2 separate regions of the Pan troglodytes genome follow, and region 2 is linked to region 1. The links are chromatin contacts, called in public Hi-C maps. All regions are on one chromosome and are shown on one strand. The core of a region is the stretch at or near the end of the contact, and the rest is flanking DNA. Distances in the headings are between cores, read along the strand shown.

The links. A called contact is a pair of places that touch in the nucleus more often than the background predicts.
Region 2: a contact with region 1 is called in a Hi-C map of induced pluripotent stem cells, with 4 times the contacts expected there. The contact joins the promoter of ZNF639 here to the enhancer-like site in region 1. A contact is called at or near these places in 5 of 7 Hi-C or Micro-C datasets (blood, induced pluripotent stem cells, a lymphoblastoid cell line and 1 more), 1 of 1 datasets of contacts at active chromatin or transcription factors (stem cell-derived excitatory neurons) and 1 of 1 other capture datasets (stem cell-derived neural stem cells).

Annotation. Positions count from the first base shown.
Region 1 is chr2:182,202,287-182,207,710 of NHGRI_mPanTro3-v2.0_pri, reverse strand. No RefSeq gene overlaps it. Among named protein-coding and RNA genes, the nearest start is that of ZMAT3, 58 kb to the left of the region's middle. Within about 2 kb of position 3,245, at least 1 of the 24 cell types and tissues checked has an H3K27ac peak or open chromatin away from gene starts, as enhancers often do. A contact at or near this core is called in induced pluripotent stem cells, where this site is marked.
Region 2 is chr2:182,498,744-182,504,167 of NHGRI_mPanTro3-v2.0_pri, reverse strand. It overlaps ZNF639 (zinc finger protein 639), which reads right to left and starts at 2,729. Exons shown (of 5, transcript XM_016942322.4): 1 at 2,591-2,729.

The DNA.
Region 1 (5,424 bases), core at 1,996-4,495:
CCCTTACTGTTGTGGGAAAAATTCTTCGGTCTGCACACACAAAAAATGTTTCTGAATGAAGTGAATAGATCACACTGAATTTGTGTGTTGTAAAGTACTTAAGGCATCAGCACATTTTATTAAATCATCTCCAGGAGATTCTTAGCTTTAAAAAAGCCATGATAATATGCACCAAAAAAGTCTTAAATGATTTCAGATTTTCAGCCTTTTTAAAGGCATTTCTGAGGCTCATTCATTGGCTGAAAATCTATTCAAGATCAAATGCTGGGTGTTATCCTTTATAATTTCTTAAAGCGCTGGTGATAAAGTTTCCCAATGTATGATAAATTGATATAAGATTATAAAGATCAGAAATAGATCTTTTTATGTGAGTTTTAAGATTTTTATCATCTGAGTTGAGGCTTAAACCACAACAATTCTTAGTTGTGGGATCTTCATAACTTGAAAATTAAGAATTACAGAAAGATGAAGACAGTTAACTATTGTGTAATGTGAATATTATTTTAAAGGGATCTGATTATGAGTTCTTACCAAAAAAAATCCCCTAAAAATACATTTCATGGTTTTTAATCTTCAAGTCTGTCTGTGTATGTGTGTATATATATTTAGGGGGAATGTATACTAGGAGGGAGTTTATGGAAACATGTTTAAGATGATCATATGCTAGTAATGAAGTGTGTCCAAAGGAACAGATGTAAATTTGCCACTGGAAGAAATATACTCCACCATAGGCAGTCTATAACTTATGCTTGGCATTTTGGATAAATCTTTAAGTATGTAATTAGAGCTTCAAATGTGTTTTGGCTGGAAGTTGTCCCTCTAGACAGGAACAAGATGCCTTTCATATTAGCTTCAATTTTTCATCTTTGCTGATGCCAGAGGCACCTCTCTAACCCTGTTTTCTAGAAATCCTTACTAGGTTATGGACTTTGACCAACGGTATCTAGTGCCACCTTGTGGACTCTCTAGATTTTACAGTTAGCAGTTTGTGGTTGGTGAACTACCTTTAAAGCAGGATGTTTGGTTGAAAACCACCTTGTGGAGGATATGAGTTTTTATCTGTAAATAAAACAAGTCATGCCTTTAAGAGATACTGAGGACTGTTTTTGCAGCTTAAGTCTGTAAAGGATGACAGAGTGGGAAAGTGTTGAATTGGAAATCAGGATCCATATATATGTATGGATAGATATATATGCACAGGCATGTGTGAATGTCTCATTTTTTGTGATTATTTAAAAACGTCTATTTTGTTTAAAAAAATCTGTTCTCTACATATTCGGTTATGTGAACAACAACAAACATGGAAATTAAAATAATGGTCAATGAAAGCCCCAACCAGGAAGTAAAGGACTAGAAAAATCTTTCATCAAAGAAGACTTGAAAATTTAAAAAAACAATTATATACAAGGGCAAATGTTACCAAGCATGGAAATCTTGCTGACATAAAAATTAAACTATAAAATATTAAAATTTTCCCAAACATAGTTTATTTTTGGGGAAAACAATATTTTCCGCTTTAATAAGCTAGCAATGAAGAAAGAGACTTTTTTAAAAAAGTATTTTTATTAAATATTTCAAACATTCAGAAAAAGTACATACTGGGTAACTGGTCTCAGTTCTGTCACCAGTGTGTTCCCTGGCTTGTCACTTGACCTCTTGAAATTCAGATCCCCATAACTGGGGTATTAGGGGTGGATCTAGTTATTTCTTCTTTATTCCTCTCTTTCAGTACTATAGATAATTTAGAAGATTGCTGTTTTCAAAAAGAATTGTTTTTTTTTTTTTTTGGAATACATAAGTCCTGAACTCACTCCTGAACTCCATGCTGCCATGTCCCACCTGTCCAGCGGCAATTGATCGTAGTTAGCAGTTTCTTGAGTCTTTTCCAGATAAAGTCTATGTAACGTGAATGGAGGCATTCCATCCCTACTGTTCTGTTCATCACTTTGGGGTGTGTGTGTGTGTGTGTGTATGTGTGTGTGTGTGTGTGTGACCTTGGCAAGCATTCCATACCAGCACATGTGGATCTATTTCATTGTTTTTCATTCTGTGGTGTTTCCTTGTATGATTTCTAAAATTTCTGTTATTGATCCTCTATTGATGGACATTTATGTAATAATAATTTTTAAAAAACCCTTAAAAATAGCAAAACATATAAAATTTACCATTTTAACCATTTAGTGTACAATCATAATCACTCTCCATCTCCAGAAATTTTTTATCTTCCCAAACGGAAATTTTACTCATTAAACAATAACTCCACATTCTCTCTTCCCCAGTCCCTGGTAACCACCATTCTACTTTCTGTCTCTATGATTTTGACTACTTGAGGTACTTCATATAAGTGGAATCATATGACAATTGTCCTTTTGTGTCTGGCTTATTTCACTTGGCATAATGTCCTCAAGGTTCATCCATGTCGTAGTATGTATCAGAATTTCCTTCATTTTTTAAAATTATTTTTAATTAGGGATATATAATATTGTACGTATTTATGGGGTACATGTGTCATTTTGATACAAACATTCAATGTGTAATGATCAAAGGGTAATTGGGGTATCTTATCACCTCAAGCATTTATCAACTTTCCTTCCTTTTTAAGGCTGAATAATATCCCATTGCATGTATCGATGACATTTTGTTTATTCATCCACTGATGGACACTTACGTTGCTTCTACCTTTTAGCTATTGTGAATAATGCTACTGTGACCAGAGGTGTACATAGCTGAAGACTTGGAAAATTATAAATTATTTTATATATGCAAAGTGTATAAAAGTTTAATTTTTTTCACTGAAGCTTTGATAATTTGAGTCTGTAAAACAAACTGACCATGGATTAACAGGAAAAAAGGCTTACAGATTTATTAATGTACATATGGGCATGGGAGTCATACAAAATATGAAAAACTCAAATGTCCAGACAGCTGATGCTGTAAACCAAAAAGTATCTGAGACAGGTCTCAATCAACTGAGAGTTATTTTGCCAAGGTTGATGATACACCCAGGAAAAAAAGCCACTAGCCACAATAGAATCTGTGGCCCACACTTTTTTTCCAAAGAGGATTTTGAGTGCTTCCATATTTAAAGGGGAAAACATGGGCAGGAGAGAAAAGAAGTGTAGATGAAAGAGGCAAGGAGTTGCAACCTTTTGAAGATTTCATCAGCGTTCAGTGGATCCACATTTTACATGTGAAAGGAGAGGGTAGAGGCATTTGTGTCATGCTCAGTGAATCTACATTTTTACATAAGATAAGTAAACAGAATAGAGGAAGCAGTCAAATATGCATTTGTCTCAGGTGAGCAAGAGGTATGACTTCTGGTTCTATCCTTTGTCCCGTTCTTCTGAAGATAAATTGTTATTGTCAGGGTGAAATTCAACAGAACTGTTTTAGGGTAAGGATCTTGAGGGCCCACAAAAAATTTGCTTGTGAGCAAATTGCGAGGGAGGTATGTAGGTAGTCTTTCATCTTTGTAGCTGTTGAGGAACAAAATGGGAGGCAGTTTTGTGTGACTCAGTTCTCAAGGTTGACCTTTTCCCTTAGGTATGGTGAATATGGGGTCCCAAAATTTTATTTTCCATTCACAACTCTTTAATACTATCTTGAGGTTACAGAAAGAATAGGGGCTTGAAGCTTGTCAAGACACGTTATGGTGGCATGAGAGGTTATGGGAAGGAGAGAAGAGGCAAGCTGTGCTGCAAAGGTGGTCTTGTTATGCAGATGATCTCACAGGTAGCAGCCCTCAGAAAGGAAAAATGGGAGGCTGGGTACGGTGGCTCATGCCTGTAATCCCAGCACTTTGGGAGACCAAGGCAAGTGGATCACCTGAGGTCAGGAGTTCGAGACCAGCCTGGACAACATGGTGAAACCCCATCTCTACTAAAAATACAAAATTAGCTGGGTGTGGTAGCGGGCGCTTATAGTCCCAGCTACTTGGGAGGCTGAGGCAGGAGAATAGCTTGAACCTGGGAGGCGGAGGTTTCAGTGAGCTGAGAGCACACCACTGCACTCTAGCCTGGGCGACAGAGCAAGACTCCATCTCAAAAAAAAAAAAAAAAAAAAAAAAAAAAGAGATGGGAGCCTGTGGTAGATGTTTCTATAAAACCTTTAAAGGTGTCAGGCTCTCAGTTAATCTTTCCTTGTTCTGGACAAGGTGGGGCTTCAGAAAAAGCCTGTTTGCATCTGTTGTTACTTCACTTTATTTCCTCTACAGCTGCAAATCCCCGTAAAAGACTCAGCTTTGCAGGCTGATTCCTGTGTTGCAGGCCCTCTGAGTAGTCATCTCAAAATATGTCAAAGAAGTATATTTTGGAGTGAAACATTTCTTAGTTTCCTTTAGTCCCCCACTTGAAACTTTAGAACGTTTCGCTTATTAATGTTTGGGCGCAGTGGCTCATGCCTGTAATCTCAACACTTTAGGAGGCTGAGGTGGGTGGATCGCTTGAGCCCAGGAGTTTGAGATCAGCCTGGGAAATATGGGAAAAGCCCATCTCTACAAAAAAAAAAAAATAATAATAATTAGCTAGCCACGGTGGCACGTGCCTATAGTCCCAGCTATTCAGGAGGCTGAGGTGGGAGGATCACTTGAGCCTTGAGGGGGAGGTTGCAGTGACCTGAGGTTGTGCCACTCTATCCTGAGTGACAGAGAGAGACCCTGTCTCAAAAAAAAAAAAAAAAAAAAAAAAAAAAAAAAAAAAAAAAAACACAAAACACAGAAGTGTCACTTATTAAAGTAGGATTGGTAGCTATGGAGAGATTTGGGTTAGAAGTTTTGAGATAAGAGGGAGCAAAACAAATTGGGATAAGCAAAAAAGAACAAATATAAGTATGTCATGCCATATCTTCTTGAATCCGTCTCTTAGTTGTGATACTACATCAGTTAAACTGTTGTTTCCCATTGCAACAGGTGGCATTGCAGATGGGCTCTCAAAGTTAGGCCAAACATCTTTGGTAAGAGACATTTCTATGAAAACAGAGAAAAATAACGTTAACATTTGGAACAGCCTATAAATTAGTTTCTTTAGAGTCTGGAGGGCAGTCAGTTGAGAAGATGCCCAGATTTGGGTTAGAAACATCTTCAGTTGAAACAGACAGGCAGTGGCAATCTGGCAGATTTTCCTGGGTTTTAGTTTTTTTTTTTTTTTTTTTTTTTTTTTTTTTTTTTTTTAGTTTTTGTGGGTACATAGGTGTATACATGGGGTACATGAGATATTTTGGTACAGGCATGCAATGCATAATAATCACATCATGGAAAATTGGGTATCCATCCCCTCAAGCATTCATCCTTTGTATTACACACAATCCAATTATACTCTTTTAGTTATTTTAAAACGTACAGGTAAATTATTATTAACTATAGTCAACCTGGTATGCTATCAAATACTAGGTCTTATTCACTCTTTCTAACTACTTTTTTGTACCCAT
Region 2 (5,424 bases), core at 1,480-3,979, 300 kb before region 1:
CTCTTTCGCCCAGGCTGGAGTGCAGTGGCGCTATCTTGGCTCACTGCAAGCTCCGCCTCCCGGGTTCATGCCATTCTCCTGCCTCAGCCTCCCAAGTAGCTGGGACAACAGGCGCCCGCCACGGCGCCCGGCTAATTTTTTGTATTTTTAGTACAGACGGGGTTTCGCCGTGTTAGCCAGGATGTTCTCGATCTCCTGACCTCGTGATCTGCCCGCCTCGGCCTCCCAAGGTGCTGGGATTACAGGCGTGAGCCACCGCGCCCGGCCTTTTCAGTTTATTAAGCATTTTCCTAACCCTTATTCTATTTCATCTTCAAAATGGTCCTGTGCGGTACATGGAGGAGTTACTATCAAACCCATTTACATTTTTACTGATGTGGAAACAGCCTTAGTGAAAGTTAAGTCAACTAATAAGTGGGAGAACCAGAGATGAAAATGCATGCACATCTTGCTTCCACAGTTCTTAGCTACCAGTTGGGAGAAGGGGAACAGAATAGCCTAAAGAAACAGACAACCATGAAATGTACAGAAATGATACCAATACATAAAATACCTCACCTCGCCGGGTGCAGTGGTTCACGCCTGTAATCCCAGCACTTTGGGAGGCCGAGGCGAACAGATCACCTGAGGTCAGGAATTCAAGACTAGCCTGACCAACATGGAGAAACCCCGTCTCGACTGAAAATACAAAATTAGCCGAGCGTGGTGGCACATGCCTGTAATCTCAGCTACTCGGGAGGCTGAGGCATGAGAATCGCTTGAATCCGGGAGGCGGAGGTTGTGGTGACCAGAGATCACATCATTGTCCTCCAGCCTGGGTAACAAGAGTGAAACTCTGTCTCAAAAAGAAAGAAAGAAAGAAAAAAGAATAAAATCAAATGCCTCACCTAACAATGTAAACAATCATTCCTTGAGTAACCATCTCAATTCACGGCATTCAAAAATCAAAAAGAGAAAAGCTATTACGATTCATATAGCCCAAAGCTTCACACTTCATGTTCTAAATACTCTAAAAGTATCAGGGAGAACACTGAAAACACTCAGCCGAACATGTTAAGTAGTCTCTTGTTATTTCAGAATGCATCTCAAGTTCTTTGCAACTTGAAGAATAAAAGTAAGAAAAGGAAACCAAGCGTGGTATTAAAATCAACGTTGCAAGCTGGCCTGGATTCAGGCTGTTAGGTGAGAGGAGGAGGCACATGGATCAGGAAGGGTTTGACTCCTACTTAGGGCCGAACGATAACCAAATGTCTATCGGACTTCCTTTCAGCACAACGGTGATGCCTACTCAAGACCAAAAATGCTAACCATCCTTCATTTTAGCAATCATTTTTATGTGCCTTTTGTGTGCATAACAGCCTTGAAAAAACTTAGCTTTTTACTCAAGGATGTCATAAACATTTGCTCACTAGTCTTCTTAGCAGGAAGATTCTGAATCACAAGCAACCTATCACAGTCCCCCCTCCCTCTGAAATACAAACGACATATGTAAAACGTGTCACTGCAGAAAAATCAGAAAAATGTTAAAAAAATTTTTCTATCACCTAGAAACCAACATCTTTCCACCTGTCATTTTTTTCAACCAACAAGAAAGTCTATGCACAAAATACAATACATACAACAGGCAGTCAGCAATCATCAAATAGATAAACGTTTCAAAAGGCCTTTCATGCAATGTATATTCTTCCTAATTGCTATAAGACGTCTTTACAGTAAATAACTCCATTTTTAACGAGTTTAAAAAGAGTTAAGCTTTCTTTTTCGTTCTCATTAAAATAAGCATATGCTTTAAATTGTAAAAGAATTGAAACAAAACATGTTGCAGGAGAGCCTGAACTAGAATCCACTACATGTCCAACCTGGAGGCAGTCTTTACTGCAATATCACACGGTCACTAAATACTTGATTCGCTATTTTTCAGTCCGGCATAAATCTTTCTCTTCGAAAAAAAAAAAAAAAAAGGTATAAACTGCTTCAAATGATTCGTTTCCCTAGACAGTACTTAAAGACAAAACCAAAAAAAAAGGGTTTCTAAGCACCGTCACGAGTGAGGCGACTCTCAGGCTGGAGGCTTTGGGCGCCAGCATCGACGCCTGCTCTCCGCGGCTACAACTCGTTGCGCGAGCCCGGGGATTCGCCGCCGGAGGTCACGAAGCCGCCGGGCAGGGCCGCAGCGCCAGCGAGGACCCAGGATCGTCCCGAGCCCGGACGCAGCCAGACAAATGCCCGTCGGAGGCGCAGGGCAGAAGTCCCCGGGACTTAGCCGCCTCCACCCCGGCGCCACGCACCAGCCTCGCCCGGGCCCAGAAGCCGGCGCCAAGGAGACTTCCAAGCCCCGACACCAAAGGTTCCGTAAAGACAACGGCAGCAGGGGGCCGAGGGGAGCCCGGCCAAGGCGTCCTGCGCAGGGGGTGGAACTGCTTTCGGGATGGGGGAGGGGAACGCCATCCCGCCATATAACGAAGGCAGAGTTTCCGTATAAAGGGAGCTCCGGTCTCTCCCGCCCTCTCCCGTTAGAAGATGCGCCCGCACGCCCGCGTCCCCTGGAGCAGTCCAGCGCCCGACCCACCCGCTCCTCCCTCACACTCACCAGTCAGTCCCCCGAGGCCCTCCCGGCCGGCCCACGCAGAGGCGGCGGCGGCCGAGAGCGCAGGCGGAGGGGCCGCGCGGTCCTTCCCGCGGACGCACGGCGGCGGGCAGCGCTGCTCCGGCCCTAGCGCTCCCGGACGCTGTGCTGGGCCGACCCCTCTCCCTCCCCGCGCGCCCCACGCCCTGAGCGCCAGGCCCCTGGCCTAGGCTCCGCGGCCGCACTGCCCTGGCCGCCTCGCTCCGCGCCTGCGCCGCGCACCTCAGGGGCCCGCCGAGAGGGCGGGGAGGTGACGAGGTGAGGTGGGGGCAGGGAGCGGGCTGCGCGAACGCACCGCACACGCGGCCTGGGAGGGACCACCGGCCCGCAGCCCCGGGGGAGGCCCAGCGGCCCGCGCCCCCTGCCGGAGGCCTTGCGCCGCCGCAGTCTCCTTCTGGGCGGGGAAGAGCCCCTCCCGAGCCCCGAGGGCGATCCCACCCTCTAGGATTACTCCACGCCAGGCGGCCAGCGAATTTATCCCGCCCGCCTCTACCGCCCCTTCAAGCCCTGGGGAACCGGGAGAAACGTGGCGCGCAGCGGCACCTTTCCCACGCTGCTCCTCAAAGGAAAGGACGCGAGTGGTCTTGCCCAGGTTAGGCAAGGCAGATGGCATCTCAGACCCCGAAGTGTGCCAGCCGCCTGTTGGGGACAGAGAGGCCGAGGACCTCGTCACGGTTTTACTGAGGCCACACCAGAGAACCACCCAGGGCTAGGATGCTGCCCTCAGGGCAAGAGGGTGAAACCTGAAGACTGCGAGTCGTTGTTGAGTTTCACCCGATTCCTTGGCTCGAGAAATAGTGGAATGAATGAGGAGTTAAGGGGGACTGGACTCGACGATTTAAGTCCTTTCTCGACTTTGACTTTCTTTGAGCAGCTGTAGAAATGATTAAATTACACGAGCATAAATAAATTTGTGAACATGGTTCCATAAATGATCTCTGTGCAAGTGTGGTGATATGTTTAATTCAGTCCTTTTGACAATGAGTTGAGGTTTTTAGTCACATTTTACAAAATGGAAAAGTAAATGTGTGAGAAGCTAAAGACTGGGTCTTAATTCATTTTGGTAGCCTAAACCCCTGAGGTTCAAACGGTTAAGAGGATGACTGAGAGCCATGTGGATTATCAGGTACCCAAGGTCACTCGGATAGTTAGGGCTGCAATGATGTCTCTTTGTTCACGTCCACTGCTTTTTCTGACAACCACATGCCAATCAACCAATCAATCGCTGGAAAGTAATAATCACAGACTTTACTCTGATCCCTTCACCATCCCCCAGGAGATAAAGCTATATTTGAAAGAGACACTACTTGTTTGTGAGGCTCAGTTTTTATGACCTCCTAAGTTTTATGTGCGTACTCAGCTCAAATAAATGCTCACGAATGCTAGTATGGCCCGAATTAAAGTTCGAAGAAATGTAGAGACATTTTAAAATCCTAGAATAGTTAGTATCTAGCACAGAACCGGGAATAGGTGGAAACCACAAGGGGGTGTCATGCCACCATCTTACCATTTTGCCTTACCACATAGCCTTGTGTCCAACAAAATCTTTATATTTCAAAATGAAGTTTTACTCCAAAACATTTTGTAGTGAAAGTAAACGCACACTCTCCTCAGCATCCCACGTATTGTTTGCACTTAGAGGAGCTTGACTTTGTTTAGATGTTGTTTAACATAGTCACAAATTGCAAGCAATTTCAAGTTCTTGATTAGCTGGAGTGTTTTTCAGTTTCATTTTTGGGTCCCTCTTTTCCTCATCTCCCGCTCCAAGGGAGGGTGATAGCTGGCATAAAACCCTAAAATCTCAAGAGTACTCAATTGTAGAGTTTGTTAAATACTATTATACATTTGATTCAGGGCTATTAAAACATCGTTCTTCCAACTTTTTCACACACTTGTAGAATAGCTTAATTTCTCCTTCTTTTCCTTCCTTCCTTTTCTTTTTTTTCTTTTTTCTTTCTCACGGTCTCACTCTGTCGCCCAGGCTGCAGTACAGAGATGGGATATCGGCTCACTGCAATCTCCACCTCCTAAATTCAAGCAATTCTCGTGCCCCACCCTTCAGATTAGCTGAGATTACAGGCGCGAGCTGCCACACCTGGCTAATTTTTGTATATTTAGTGGCGCTGAGATTTCACCATATTGGCCAGGCTGGTCTTGAGCTTCTGGCATCAAGTGATCCGCCCGCCTTGGCCTCCTAAAGTGCTGGGATTACAGGCGCGAGCCACCGCGCCCGGCCACTTAATTTCTTCCTGATTAGAAAATAGTTACGTTTTTAGTACAGAATGGAGACAACAGAAAAGTACAAAGAGCAAAAGTAAATTTACCATAATCTCACAACCCTGAGCTCATCAATGGTAACATTTTGCTTTCTATCTTTCCGTTATTTTTATACCTATACTGACATAAAAATTTGTTTTCAAAATTAGAATATTGGCTGTGTTTTTTTCTAACAGGTTCTTTTTTCCAATTAGTATAGCACGAGCATTCTTTATGTTTTTCGTTTGTTTGTTTGTGTGTTTTTGAGACAGAGTCTTGCTCTTTCGCCCAGGCTGGAGTGCAATGACGTGATCTTGGCTCACTGCAACCTCCGCCTCCCAGATTCAAGCGATTCTCCTGCCTCATCCTCCGAGTAGCTGGGATTACAGGCGCGTGGCACCACACGGGGCTAATTTTTGTATTTTTAGCAGAGACGGGTTTCACCATGTTGGCCAGGCTGGTCTCAAACTCCTGACCTCAGGTGATCCGCCCACCTCGGCCTCCGAAAGTACTGGGATTACAGGCGTAATTGTAGTTTGTTG